Regions from separate parts of the Capsicum annuum genome. Here region 2 is linked to region 1. Evidence: chromatin contacts called from public Hi-C data. All regions are on one chromosome and are shown on one strand. The core of a region is the stretch at or near the end of the contact, and the rest is flanking DNA. Distances in the headings are between cores, read along the strand shown. Region 1 holds the start of LOC107842221 (histone H3.2). Region 2 holds the start of LOC107842165.

Region 1 (6,627 bases), core at 1,945-4,444:
AATTTAGTTTAAGATCAGACACCGGTTGTAGTTGCAGTAAATTTCCTCAATTGGAATGTCACTCATTGTGTAACTTCTATCCGAAACTGCATTCCATTCTGTTCAGTTTTGGGATAAAACTGATGAATTGTTAGCCGTCATGAGAAATGTTGTCACTTTGTTAGCAACCAATTGCGCAAATGTAGTTGAGTCTACAGGTGTAGTTTAATTTTGTCATAATTAAGGGATGCCTTTCAATGTGAAATAGCTTCTTTCATTCAGGCTATATTAGTGAGTCCGACTGGCTGGGCAAATGCTGCAACAATTGATTCTGTGTATGATTTGCTTCATATGATGGGTCGGGATGACATTCCTGTGGGCCTTGGAGATGGATTCGCAATGAACCAGTCTGATACTGTGTTCTCTGGTGTTGGAGACTGCAGATACATCAAGGTCATCCCACAAGGTAGCGGTGGATATCTAGACTCAGACACTCTTTATGGCTTAGCTCGTTCTTTACCTCGTAGTCCGAGGAGGTATATTCTCTACTCTGATAGGGGAAAGAACAGATTCCTTTGTGCATTCATGAAATTTGACAGACATTGGCATATCACTTTTCTTATTTTACTAATATGAACTTTCACATTTTTATCATCCAATATAGCATTGCGCCATTGAAATTTCCTGATATAACACATAATAATACCAGATACACAGGAGAAAATTCTGCAGAATTTGGAGCTCCGCGAGATACTGATCATCCTGAACTCAGACAACCTCTAGCATTGGAAGTATTGGAATCAGTGGTGAAATCACTTGGTCCGGGATCGAAAATTACCATTTTGACGAATGGCCCATTGACTAATATAGCTAAGTTCATACTAGAAAGCAAGATTACAAGCAAGGATATACAGGCAAGTGGTTCCTCTATTCTTCTGGTCTTTGTAGAAAGAAACAATATTCTTCAGTTAAGAACCAATTGTAATATATAGATCCTAACGTGATAGAGAGAGTTTAGTTGCAGATCCTTCTCTTAGACCCAGGTAGATTTAGTCTTTTCATATGTAAACTTCCCTTGTCAGTCAACTCCCTCAAATTTCACATTACAAACATATTAAGATATCCTTTAGCTTAGATAGCTGTTTTAGCTTAGAGAGCTGTTTTATTCCGTTGTAATTGATCTCTATGTAAATCCTTGTCATATCAATGACAATGTTTTGCTTTATGGGTTGTGACTTGATATATCCATCTTAGATATTTTCATTAATGTGAAAGGTATTATCTTCTGAATTTTTATGCAGGATATATTAATTGTTGGGGGACACATCAATTATGATGACATAGAGAAGGGAAATGTCATCAATTTCCCTTGTAACAAATTTGCGGAACTGAATATGTTTCTTGACCCTTTTGCTGCAAAAACAGTTCTGAGTTCTGAACATAATATCACTCTCATTCCACTTGGAATGCAGCGGAAAGTCAGTGCATTCCCTCAAATTCTTGAAAAACTGTACGTGGAAAGGACACCAGAAGCCATCTTCACCAGGCGCTTGATGTCTAGGTTATATCGTCTGCAAGAGACGAATCCTGTATACCAGCATGTGGTATATAATTCTTAACTCAATTTATCCTCTACTGGCTCTGTTTCATTATGTTTCCTTGTAGTTAATGAATTTCACTTGTTGATACTTTTGCCTGTAATAGCATTCATAATATTTCAGGATATGTTTATTGGTGAGATCCTTGGAGCTGTAGTAGCTGGAGATCTCTCTGCACTAAAATCAACCTTTGAAGTAAAGAAGTTAAAAGTGAGTGCTACTGGAGTTGAATCTGAAGATGGTGAAATTATTATTGACAAAGCACAGGGAAAAGCAGTTAGAGTAATGGTGAATCTGGATCCATCAGTTTATTACAATATTTTAATAAAACGACTTGGGAATAAAAACCAGTCAGCTGTAATTGGAAGTTTCAATGAGCAAAGAAAAATTTGGAGTACACCATCTACTTCATCCAATATTTAGCAACAAATGCAAAGTTGCTAAATAATACCTGGAGTTGAATCTTACTGGGGAAAAATAAGCGCTTCATTTATTTGTTTCGCAAATCAAGAGATTTGTTACATTCAGAGTTACTCAGCACATATTTGTGTTGGTGAGAGATAAGTCTAACCTGTTCCATATGATCAATTTGTCATGTTGATTGAAGACTACAAATTTCAAAATTTGTTCAGTGCTCTTGTCCTGGAAATGTATAAAGATCAACATAATGCTACACAAACAATATTCAACAAACTCAATGTATTCCCACATAATGTGGTTGGGGAGGATAAAATATACACAATTCATATCACTGTCTCGAAAAAAGTAAAAAGACTGTTTCTAATAGGACCCCAATTCAAGACAAAAAATAGTAAACAAAATTGTAATACAACATAAAACAAAATGGATGGAATAATACAAATAAAAAATAAGACACCTACATAATAATACCATACACTCACAAACCAAATTACTAGCCCAACTACAAACAGTATTCAATGGTTGGGAAATATCACACGGATGTAATAGCAAGATCATTGATTGAATAAAATGAAGTTCGGATTTCATTAATCAGATTGCAGATTACTTGTAAACCAACATTTTACACACACTACAACTGAAATCAACTATTAGACATTAACCCGAAAGATCATCTTCTTCTTAAGCCCTTTCTCCACGAATCCTCCTAGCAAGCTGAATATCCTTAGGCATAATCGTAACCCTCTTAGCATGAATAGCACAGAGATTAGTATCTTCAAACAAACCAACCAGGTATGCCTCAGCAGCCTCTTGTAGAGCAGCAACAGCACTACTCTGAAACCTCAGATCCGTCTTGAAATCCTGTGCAATTTCCCTCACCAGCCTCTGAAACGGCAACTTCCTAATCAACAACTCCGTCGATTTCTGATACTTCCTGATTTCCCTCAAAGCAACGGTTCCTGGCCTGAAACGGTGAGGCTTTTTCACTCCTCCGGTTGCTGGAGCTGACTTTCTTGCAGCCTTGGTTGCTAGCTGCTTCCTTGGAGCCTTTCCGCCTGTGGATTTACGAGCTGTTTGCTTGGTACGGGCCATTTTTACCGGACATGTAGTGAGACAATGTTGACTTGTGGAATGGTGAATTTGGGAAATGGGTGATGAGGAATTTATATAGAGAGATAGCGGGGCGGGAAGGTTGGAAATTTTGGAGTTTGAAATTAGTTTTGGTGCCGTTGATTAAATTGATTGAGATTTTAAATAGACGGTGCAGATTGGAGGAAAGTTGACTGCTTGGATAGCGATCCAAGTGCTATCAATGTAACGAATGTGTATGCGACACGTGGAAAGCGCAAAGAGTAGTATTTTCTTTTACGTTACTTTTGCCACGTCAAGTTATATAAAGACATAAAGTCATTACTGAACTTGTTCGACATTTGCAAAAAGATACTTTAACTTTGGGGCGACCTATTACCCCACAAAATTTATAAAGACCAGTGCAAATAGACCATTTTGATTGAATTTCAGCCAAGATTTGTGTTCCATGAAAATGAGGCGCGTGAAGGAGAAATATTGACTTCAACAACAAATTAAAAAGTGCCACGTATAAATAATTTTGTCTATTCTTTATAAAATCTATCTTTTAAAAAGAAATCAACATTTATTTACCTTTTTCAATTATTCCCTACCCCCTCTCCGCTCCCCCCTCACCGCCACCCCACCCACACAAAAACACCATTGTCTTCTTCGACTGAACATTTGTATACTACCTTTTTTCCTCTTATTCTTAGATATGTTTTTTAAAACGCTTTTTCTACTTGATTCTATTCCTTGATACAAGATTGCTCTTTCTTTTCTTTTTTATGAAGTGAGTATTTATCTATTTTTATTAAGAACAATAAAACTTCATTAAATGGAGTTTCAATCACATCGCTAGTATAGAGTTTTTGATTTATAAATTTAAATTCATTGATAAATTGAATTTGACTATTGTAAAAGAAAATTAGAATTTATTAGAAGATAATGATGTTTTCATTGAAAGTTCGGAACGATGAGCGGACGTCGAATGAGCGGGATGGGGGTGGGGGATTCTGCTTCTGCAACAAGGTGGAACAAATTATTTAAGGGATCTAGTGCCCGTTTGGAAGATATTATAATCTGGTCAAAATAAATTATAATCACTTTTTAGTTTAAAAGGGTATTTGGCAAATTTCAAAATGGCTTTAAAAAAGTTGTTTTTAGCTTCTTTTTTTTAAGCTAAAAACAATAAGCTCCAAATGGGAGCTTATTATTTTTCAAATTATAATCTATTCTCCATTGACCAAATAAATGACTTTTGTGCCTTTATAATTTTTCCTTATTCCAAAATTGTCCACAAAGTTTGCTAATGCATAATTTAATATATATATATATATATATATTAATTTAAATTATTTTAGCAATAAAAAATAATAATATTAATTAGAGGACACGCTAATTAAGTGCTAATTAATGCTTTCTTCGTGAATTAACGATTCAGTGAATTAATGATTCAGTGAGTTTTAACTAATTAATAATTTTTTTCATGATTCAGTGAAAATATTTAGCCTACCCCGCTAATCTAATTTTGAAAAACCATCAATTTATTAAACCATCAAACTAATAATTTAAGAATAATAAAATCTATTATTAAACCATCAACTAATGATTCAGTGAATTTAAGAATTATAAAACCATCAATTTATGAAATAATCAAATTCATTGAATCGCTAATTAATAATTTAATTATTAATTGAAGACAAAATTAAGAATTATAAAACCATCAATCTACGAAGAAATAATTTTGTCTAAAGAAATTTTCTTAATAGTAAATAGTAATATATTTCTTCCACTTCAACTTATATAATGTAGGTGGATTGGATATGAAAATTAAAAAATATGAAAAATTTACAATGTTTTAAAGTATTTTTAAATATAAAAATATTCTTATGAATTTTTGTCAAATACGTAAAATTCAACATGACAAATATTAATAGCCTCCTTAAATAATTTCTACTCTATGGCAATAAAAATTAATAATAATCAACTCTATATATTATTAACAACTACAAGGGTATTTTAGTCATTTTAATAAAAAAATGCTTAAAAGCATTTTTTACGAAACACATCAATAACTTTTTTCCAGTTTCAGCACTTTATCCAAACACTTAACTGCTTATTTTTAAAATAGTTCATCACTTTCAAAAGTACTTTTAAAAAACTTTTTTTCAACCGTTTTTTTTCAGCCTATCCAAACGGGCTCCTAGTGAGTGTGTGTTTTGATGGTGGGTGGGTGGGGGTGGGGGGTGGTTAAACACATTTATATTTTATTATGGTTCTTAATAATAAATAAAATATTATTAAATGTAAAATGAAATAAAATATTAAATGTATTTATTCAATGGATTGATAAATAAAATAATAAATAAAATATTATTCAATGGATTGATAAATGTATTTTTATCTATTTATAAAATAAGAAAGAAAACTTTATTAAAAAATATAAATAAAATATGAATTAATGTATTTAACACATGGGAGATAATGATTGGTGCGTGAATTTAATCTCTTTCTTGTGATTGAAATTCAACTAACAAAGGTGTATTAATATTATTTTAAAATTATTAAAAGGGTAATAGGACACCCGCAAAGTTAGAATGCCTTTTTGAAAATCTCTAACAAATTCAGTGGTGTCGTTATGTTTTTTCTCTTATTTTTATCAATTTTTTTTGGACCGTAGTTTTGCTACTATTGGGAGAGAGTTTTTGAAAATATTATTTAGTGATAAAACTAGTCAAGTTTTCATTGAAAAAATTTAAGATTTTAAAATCTAGAAAAAGTATTTTTTTTGGTCAAAATTTAGTTTTTGTTTTAAAAATAAGTTAAAAGATTAACAATATGAAGTAATAAAGTAGACAAAAAATGATTAATGAAGAGAGAATTTTCTTATTCTTCCAAATATCAAAGTATTTCAAGTGTGTCATCGATTACCTATCATACCCTGTCTATACTATTACGAGAGGATAGTTGTAAGGTTGCTTTAAACATACCATTAACTCTTGAGAATGTGGGAAAGATTAGGGGAGTGTGGGAGATGTAATGGAGTATGGATATTTACTAAATATAATGGTGGAGTTACACCTTAGGATTAATGGTCATCCACACGTAATGATATTATTTACAACACTCTTCCTTGGATGTCCATTAATAGATAATGTGTCTCACTTAAACCTTACTAGGAAACATCCCGTGAGAAAAAAATCATATTAAAGAAAAAAGAGTACACATATTTAGTAATACACATTATTTGCTATCTTGTTCAAAGCCTTGTCAGAAAAATTCAATGGAACAAAATCTTGATCAAAGAAAAAAAATTATTGTTAAAGTATCGTTTTAGTGATGACTTTGATTTTTGTGTTGGACGACAAAAAAAATGACTTGAAGCATTGAAGAATAAATAAGTACCAATAAGTTGGGACTTGATTCAAACAAAAAAGGAATCATTTAAAGATACAACTTTCAAGGAGCATTCATTGAAGACTCAAAGAAATGAAGAACAAAACAATAAATAGAACCGGGAAACTAGTAGCAAACATTCACAACTAGTTCAAGATTAAAT
Region 2 (6,627 bases), core at 2,074-4,573, 520 kb after region 1:
TAATATAAAATAATATATCATCGATGATATCTGTGATATAATAGTGGCGCAATACTGTACAAGATTACGGAATTTGAATTCTATGTTTATTTAATCATGCTGACGTAGAAACATTTATCAAGTGACATGAAATGATGCATCTTGGTAAGAATAGTGTTTATTTGGTTTGTAGTCCAGACACTAGTAGATGTCATACATGAAATGTTGAATAGTGTCGCTTGACAAAAATCTACATGAAAATCCCTAAAGGATTCAAAATGCTTGAAGCATATAAAGTTTTTGAGAAATTTATTTATTATCCTTATAAATAAGTCTTCAAAAGCAATATATTATTTGCTGAAATGAGAAATATATCAAAGTGGATTGGTTATGAAGTACCATATCTTAGTGCAGTTGATGCACTAATGTATCTTTTAAATACCACAAGGCCTGATATAGCCTTTTCAGTTAATCTGTTAGCAATGTATAGTTCTACTCCGACTAGGAGACATTAGAATGGGATCAAACATATATTACGGTATCTAAAAGGGACTATCGCTATGCAATTATTTATTCTAAAGATTGCAGTCCCGATCTTGTTGGTTATGCTGATGCTGAGTACTTATCTAACCCGCATAAAGCTCGATCTCACACAGGCTTTGTGTTTATATTTAGGAATGCTGCCATATCTTGGAGATATACAAAGCAGTCTATCGTAGCTACCTCATAGAACCATCCTGAGATAATAGCTATTCATGAAGCAAGTCGAGAATGAGTGTGGTTGAAGTCTATGATACATCTCATTTGAGAAAAAGGTGGTTTGAAATGTGAAAAAGTATCCATGATTTTATATGAAGATAATACAACATGGATAACACAACTTAAGGTAGAGGCGGATCCAGGATTTTATGTTTGTAGGTTCCCAATAAAATAAAAGTGATCTTAGAAAGGAGATTCAAACTTGGGTATAGCATGTGAGGCATTTCTTCAACCCTTTTTGAACCATTAAGCCAACTAACAACTTTGTTAATGGGTTCCTCACTTATTATTCTTATATATTTAATAGATTTTTAATATAATTACAAGGTATACGAAAATACTTGAGGGTTCCTGGGAACCTACACCCGCAAGGCTAGATCCACCCCTGACTTAAGGAAAGATGCATAAAAGGAGATAGAACGAAGCACATTTTGCCAAAGTTTTTTTATACACATGAGCTACAAAAATAATGGTGATATTAACGTGCAATAAATTCGTTAAAGTGGCAATATGGCTGATTTATTCACCAAGTTTCTTCCAACTGCAACTTTCAAGAAGATGGTACACAAGATTGGGATGTAAAGGTTCATTGATATTCTCATCAGGGGAAACAAATGTGCGTTGTACTCTTTTTTCCTTTCAAGGTTTTGTCCCACTAGGTTTTCCTTCTAAGGTTTTTAATGAGGCAGACGAAATACGTATTGTTAGAGATGTGTACTTTTTTTTCTTCTAGATTTTTTTCTCACTGGATTTTTTCTAGTAGGGTTTTAACAAGTCACATTATCTATCTAGACATTCAAGGGGGAGTGTTATGAATGTATTTACATTATAGTGAATGTCTATCAAGAATATATATAAGATTTATCAAGATCTAGTTTATATCTACTAGGATATGAAATATCTATCTTTTAGAGAGAAACTAGGAATATTTTCCTCTATAAATAGAGGTGTTTTGTTCATTGTATCCTCAATCTTATGATTTCTCATCCCTCAAAGAAATAAGAATTACTATCTATTCTCTCTCTACTATTCTTCTTTATTCTTAGTTATTTCATAACAAAAATATTGTTATGGCGATCTAGCTCCTCTCCATTTCCTTTTTCTTTATTTTTTTCCAACTTCTTACTTGGATTAGAGACACATGACAAAGGTTAAATTTAATGGTTATAATTTACATGTCCAAAGTAAATCTCTAATCATGATTTAGATACCAATTAAATTATATTATTTGATTTTAAAAATTATTATAATCCCACAATCTTAGCAACATAGTATTATCTTGTCCATAAATATAGAAAATCAATTTTTCTCTCCATTATTTTTTCCTACGCAACTTTAGTTATTTTATTTTTGTAAGTTAATTTTTATTGCCTTTTTTGGAACTTTTTCTTTAAACATTTGCCAATGGAGAGCCAATTATTTCTCGTATTTTCTCCACATTTTTATTGTGAAAATCAATTTTCTGAAGATAATTGTTAAAGAGAAAGTTTCAATAAAAAAATGCGGCAAAAAAATTAATTCTAGAAGAAATTGAAAGATGGATGTGCGTAGAGAAAAAAACAATTAGGAAGGCAATTTTTTTCCCCTATCTAAGATCGTGAGATTACAATAATTTGTGAAACCAAATAATATACTTTAATTATTATCTAAATTATAATTAGTGATTTATTTTGGATAACTAAATCTTAATTATTAAATTTAATCTTTGTCATGTATCACTAATCTAAATAAAAACTTCAGAAAAATAAAGAGAAAGAAAATGAAAAGGAATCGAATCCATTAATTAAGGCCTTAAGTTTGTTATGCTCGTAGTTTTCTCTAATTTTATTTGTTAAATTCAACTAAAAGTTCAAAAACTAATAGACCCACTGTATTTTCTTGTACAAAATAAGAAGCTCAACAAAACTAAAAAATGATATCCTACAAGTCTCTTCAACCAAAATAAATGAGTATTCGATTTCTTGCTGCACGTATGAAGATAACAGAGAAGAAGAAGGAGGAGGAATGTGGCAGAGCAGAAGTATCACAACTTTTATTAATGGGGCCAAAAATTAAATAATTTTGTGTAAATTCCATACATGACAAGTAAAAAGGAACAAAATAAATATATACCAAAAAAGCTATATAAAGTTATTATATTTGTATATTGTGAAACAACGTAAAACATGCGCTTTAATTAAAAAAATGGACTTTTTTTTTTGCACTAATGAAGGATGTATACATGTTTTATGAAAATGACAACCCAATGACGGATATATAACGTACAATTTTATACGACGACTGATTTTGTAGAAAACTTAGTTTCTTTCTATATATCGGTTGAAGATAAAGTAATTTGTCATTTTTTTTTAGTTTATTTTAAAAAGAAATATTTATTTAATTTAATTTTTCACGTGACATGTTTAGGAGGAAAAAATTAAAGTATTGGTTTTGACGCATTCTACATGTAATACCACACAATTCAAAAATCTTCTTTATATTTCAAAATCACATAAATAAATTGAAACTTATAGTTAGTCTGCTCTATTTAAACTGGTTAAGTGGAAGTCTTAATGAAAACTACTAAAAAATTATGTTGCATAGTAAGTACTCTTTCATATTTGAACGTCAAAATTAATGATGTCGTCTTTGCCAGAAAGTACTTTAACTCTAAAGTGGAACATCCTAGCGAGAATTCCAAAGTATGTTGCTCGGATGTTTCAAAAATTGTCATTCGGGTGCATATCGAATCCTTCGAAAGTAGTGTATTCTTAGAGGATCCGATACAAGTACATCAACATTTTTGAAGAGGCCGAGCAATTTAGATTCCAATTAGTGGAGCTCAGACAAAATTGTACTTTGTAGAGCAGAGTGTTACTTTCTAACCGCTGATGATTTAAATTGCTACTTAATTTGTTTTATGCTGTCTATAAAATATGTTGCACATGCTTTCTCTTCAACAATTCTACAACCAGTCCAACTGTTATGTGCAGTTCCTACCCCCACTGTTTATTTCCATTAATACTTTGAATACAACAACAACATAGCCAGTTGATCTGTGGCCCAAAAAAGAATTTGAGCTTAATTAGTTGTGATGAAGGAGAAAGAGAAGGTGTTGTTTTTACGTAAAGTTGTCCTAATGATAATGATGGTGGTAATATTGTTGGCAAGTGGAGTAAAGGGTCATCGAATTCTTGTGGATACAGATATGGATACTGATGATTTCTTTGCTCTATTGTACCTTTTGAAGCTTAACACATCACAAATGGACTTAAAGGTTTTACTCACTCTTGTTTCTATTCTTGCTGAGGCTGTCATATAAATATATTACTTGTTCTCCTCTCCATCTCTAGGAGGTAAGGGTAAGTGCTGCGTGGGACTACACTGGGTATTTGTTGTTGCTGTTGTCATTGTTGTTGTTGTTGTGTATTACTTGTTCACCAGGGGCCAAATGCCCACTAGCTTGGGTTGAGGCATTATTGTTGTGTTATGGTTGGTGTATATTCCTTTCTCTTTTTTTTATCTTCACCTTTGATTTTTGGATATCAGCTATAATCTCTCTGTGTACATGTCTATGTTGAGAATTCTTTTCACGCTAAAGGTGGGATCAAAACTGTCTAGTCCTTATTTTGTGATCCAATTCAATTAGCTTTAATTTCTTTTTATAGAGTAGTTGTTAAATAAGAGTTGCTTCCTTAAATTAGAGTGCTAATAATGATTAGATTAACTACACTTGTTAAATCAGGTAATTTAATACTGTCTTCGCAATCTTCTATTCTGGCTTTCATAGGAATAACTAAAAGTTGCTAAAGACTTACTCTCTTTTGAACAACTTTTAAAACTAAGCAGTGTCACAATTGTTTGAAGTCATGACTAGGGATCAAACAACTTGTACCATTATTTTTTTTGTTTGTTTAAAGCATGTCAGGGAAAATGATATAACTTGGAAGGGGGCAATCCCTTTGATAATTCGTGCAATAGAGGCATACTACCAGCTCGTAACGTAAGTTTTCCTATAAAACTACTTGAGGGAGATTTTTGCTGCAGGCAATAACTATTAGCACAAACGCATGGAGTGATGCAGGACATGCTGTAAATCAGGTGTATGACATGCTTTACATGATGGGGCGTGACGATATTGCTGTTGGTGTGGGAGGTGAAGGTGGAATACTTCCCAGTGGTACCATTCTGCCAAATGTTGGGGGATATCTCCCTATAATTGATCAGGTGAATTTTATTTTATTTTATTTTTTTTTTGCAATTTAAAAAAAACATATGTTTTAATGTCAAATTGCTGATAAGTTATACATCTCCATAATTTTCCTTGAATGTACTAACTGTTCACTGATTTGTTAGGGAAATGGTACAGCTGGGTATTGTAGATACAGACAAGCTATTCCTGTGGGTACCGGAGGACGTTTGGACATTGACTCAAATTTTGGATTCAGAAAGAGCTTCCTCCCACAGGTACCATTTCGCACTAAAACTGAATGTAGGATAACTTTGTATAGCTGCCTTAATCACATTAATAGGATTGTTGATCTAGGATACAAAAGTAATCACTTTTGTCTCCACCTTTCTGTTCATTTCAAATTATCTGATGCTCCTGTGTAAAGCACGGGCTATCTTTAGCCTAACTGTTATCTCTCGTTTCTGGTTTTACACAAGAAGTACAATTAGACACTTTAGCTTCAGTCTGCAGTATGATTGAATGTAACGGCAGAAAATCAGTTAATCAACCAAAGGCAACTGCCTACTTAAATCTGTCTTTTTTGCCTGGCAGTCAGTCACAATGATATGGCATATAGCATAAGAAAGTAATAGCGTGTCGCAAATATTATATAACTGATTCTTGGATATGAATAGTGAAGAACCTTACTTGTGAAGGTGCTGAATGTGAATCCCTAGACTTGGCACTAATGCAACTATTTGAAGAAGCTCAATTCTATTACTTAGTTCCCCCACGTTTAAAATGTTTTCATAACATGTTAATCTTTCACTTCACAATAGGGGAAGAGACATTATTCACCTCTTCGACAGCCAACAGCGCAGCAAGTAATGATCAACACAATTTCATCTGGGCCCACAGTGGTTTTCCTCATTGCATCACATACAAATTTTGCACTATTTCTCCAAAGTAATCCACATTTAAAGAAAAATATCGAACACATTTACATAATGGGAGGTGGTGTAAGGTCAAAAAATCCTACAGGTTGCTGTCCACAAAATGTCAGCTCCTCTTGCCAAGCTCAGCAATGTGGTGACATTGGCAATTTGTTCACAGATTACACAAGTAACCCTTATGCAGAGTTCAACTTCTTTATGGATCCCTTTGCTGCATATCAGGTATACAAAAATCAATCGACGTTCCACTGCATGTTCTTTTATATAGATGTATTGTAACTAATCCTAATAGTTAGTAACTGTCATCATTCCCTTATGGTGTAGGTATTTCATTCAGGCATTCAAGTTACACTTGTCCCATTGGATGCCACAAACACCATTCCCGTAACTGGAAAGTTTATTAAAACTTTTGAGAAGAATCAGCACACTTACGAGGCACAATACTGTTTCAAGTCTCTGAAAATGGCTCGTGATACTTGGTTTGATGACCAATTCAACATGGTAATATTTTAGAAATGTTGAGCTTGGTATATATGAAAACATCAGTGAAAATGGGATTTACTGATGACAATGTTGCTAAATGCAGATTTATTTTGTGTTGCTAAACGCAGAGTTATTTTATGTGGGACTCCTTTATGTCTGGTGTAGCTGCTTCAATCATGCAGAAACAGCACAATCAGCACGGAGAAAATGAATTTGCAGAAATGGAATATATCAATATCACTGTAATTACTTCAAACAAGCCATATGGGATTCCTGACGGATCAAATCCACTATTTGATGGTC

The links. A called contact is a pair of places that touch in the nucleus more often than the background predicts.
Region 2: a contact with region 1 is called in a Hi-C map of leaf, with 2.7 times the contacts expected there. The contact joins the promoter of LOC107842165 here to the promoter of LOC107842221 in region 1. A contact is called at or near these places in 2 of 5 Hi-C or Micro-C datasets (leaf and placenta).

What each region holds. Positions count from the first base shown.
Region 1 is chr1:191,832,509-191,839,135 of UCD10Xv1.1, forward strand. LOC107842221 (histone H3.2) reads right to left here and starts at 3,195. Exons shown (of 1, transcript XM_016685977.2): 1 at 2,559-3,195. The coding sequence starts at 3,089. The coding sequence ends at 2,679. It overlaps LOC107842195, which reads left to right. Exons shown (of 12, transcript XM_047408377.1): 9 at 262-445; 10 at 697-893; 11 at 1,281-1,583; 12 at 1,701-2,226. The coding sequence ends at 2,000.
Region 2 is chr1:192,351,050-192,357,676 of UCD10Xv1.1, forward strand. LOC107842165 reads left to right here and starts at 3,324. Exons shown (of 12, transcript XM_016685923.2): 1 at 3,324-3,994; 2 at 4,765-4,944; 3 at 5,074-5,184; 4 at 5,728-6,063; 5 at 6,166-6,342; 6 at 6,453-6,627. The coding sequence starts at 3,812.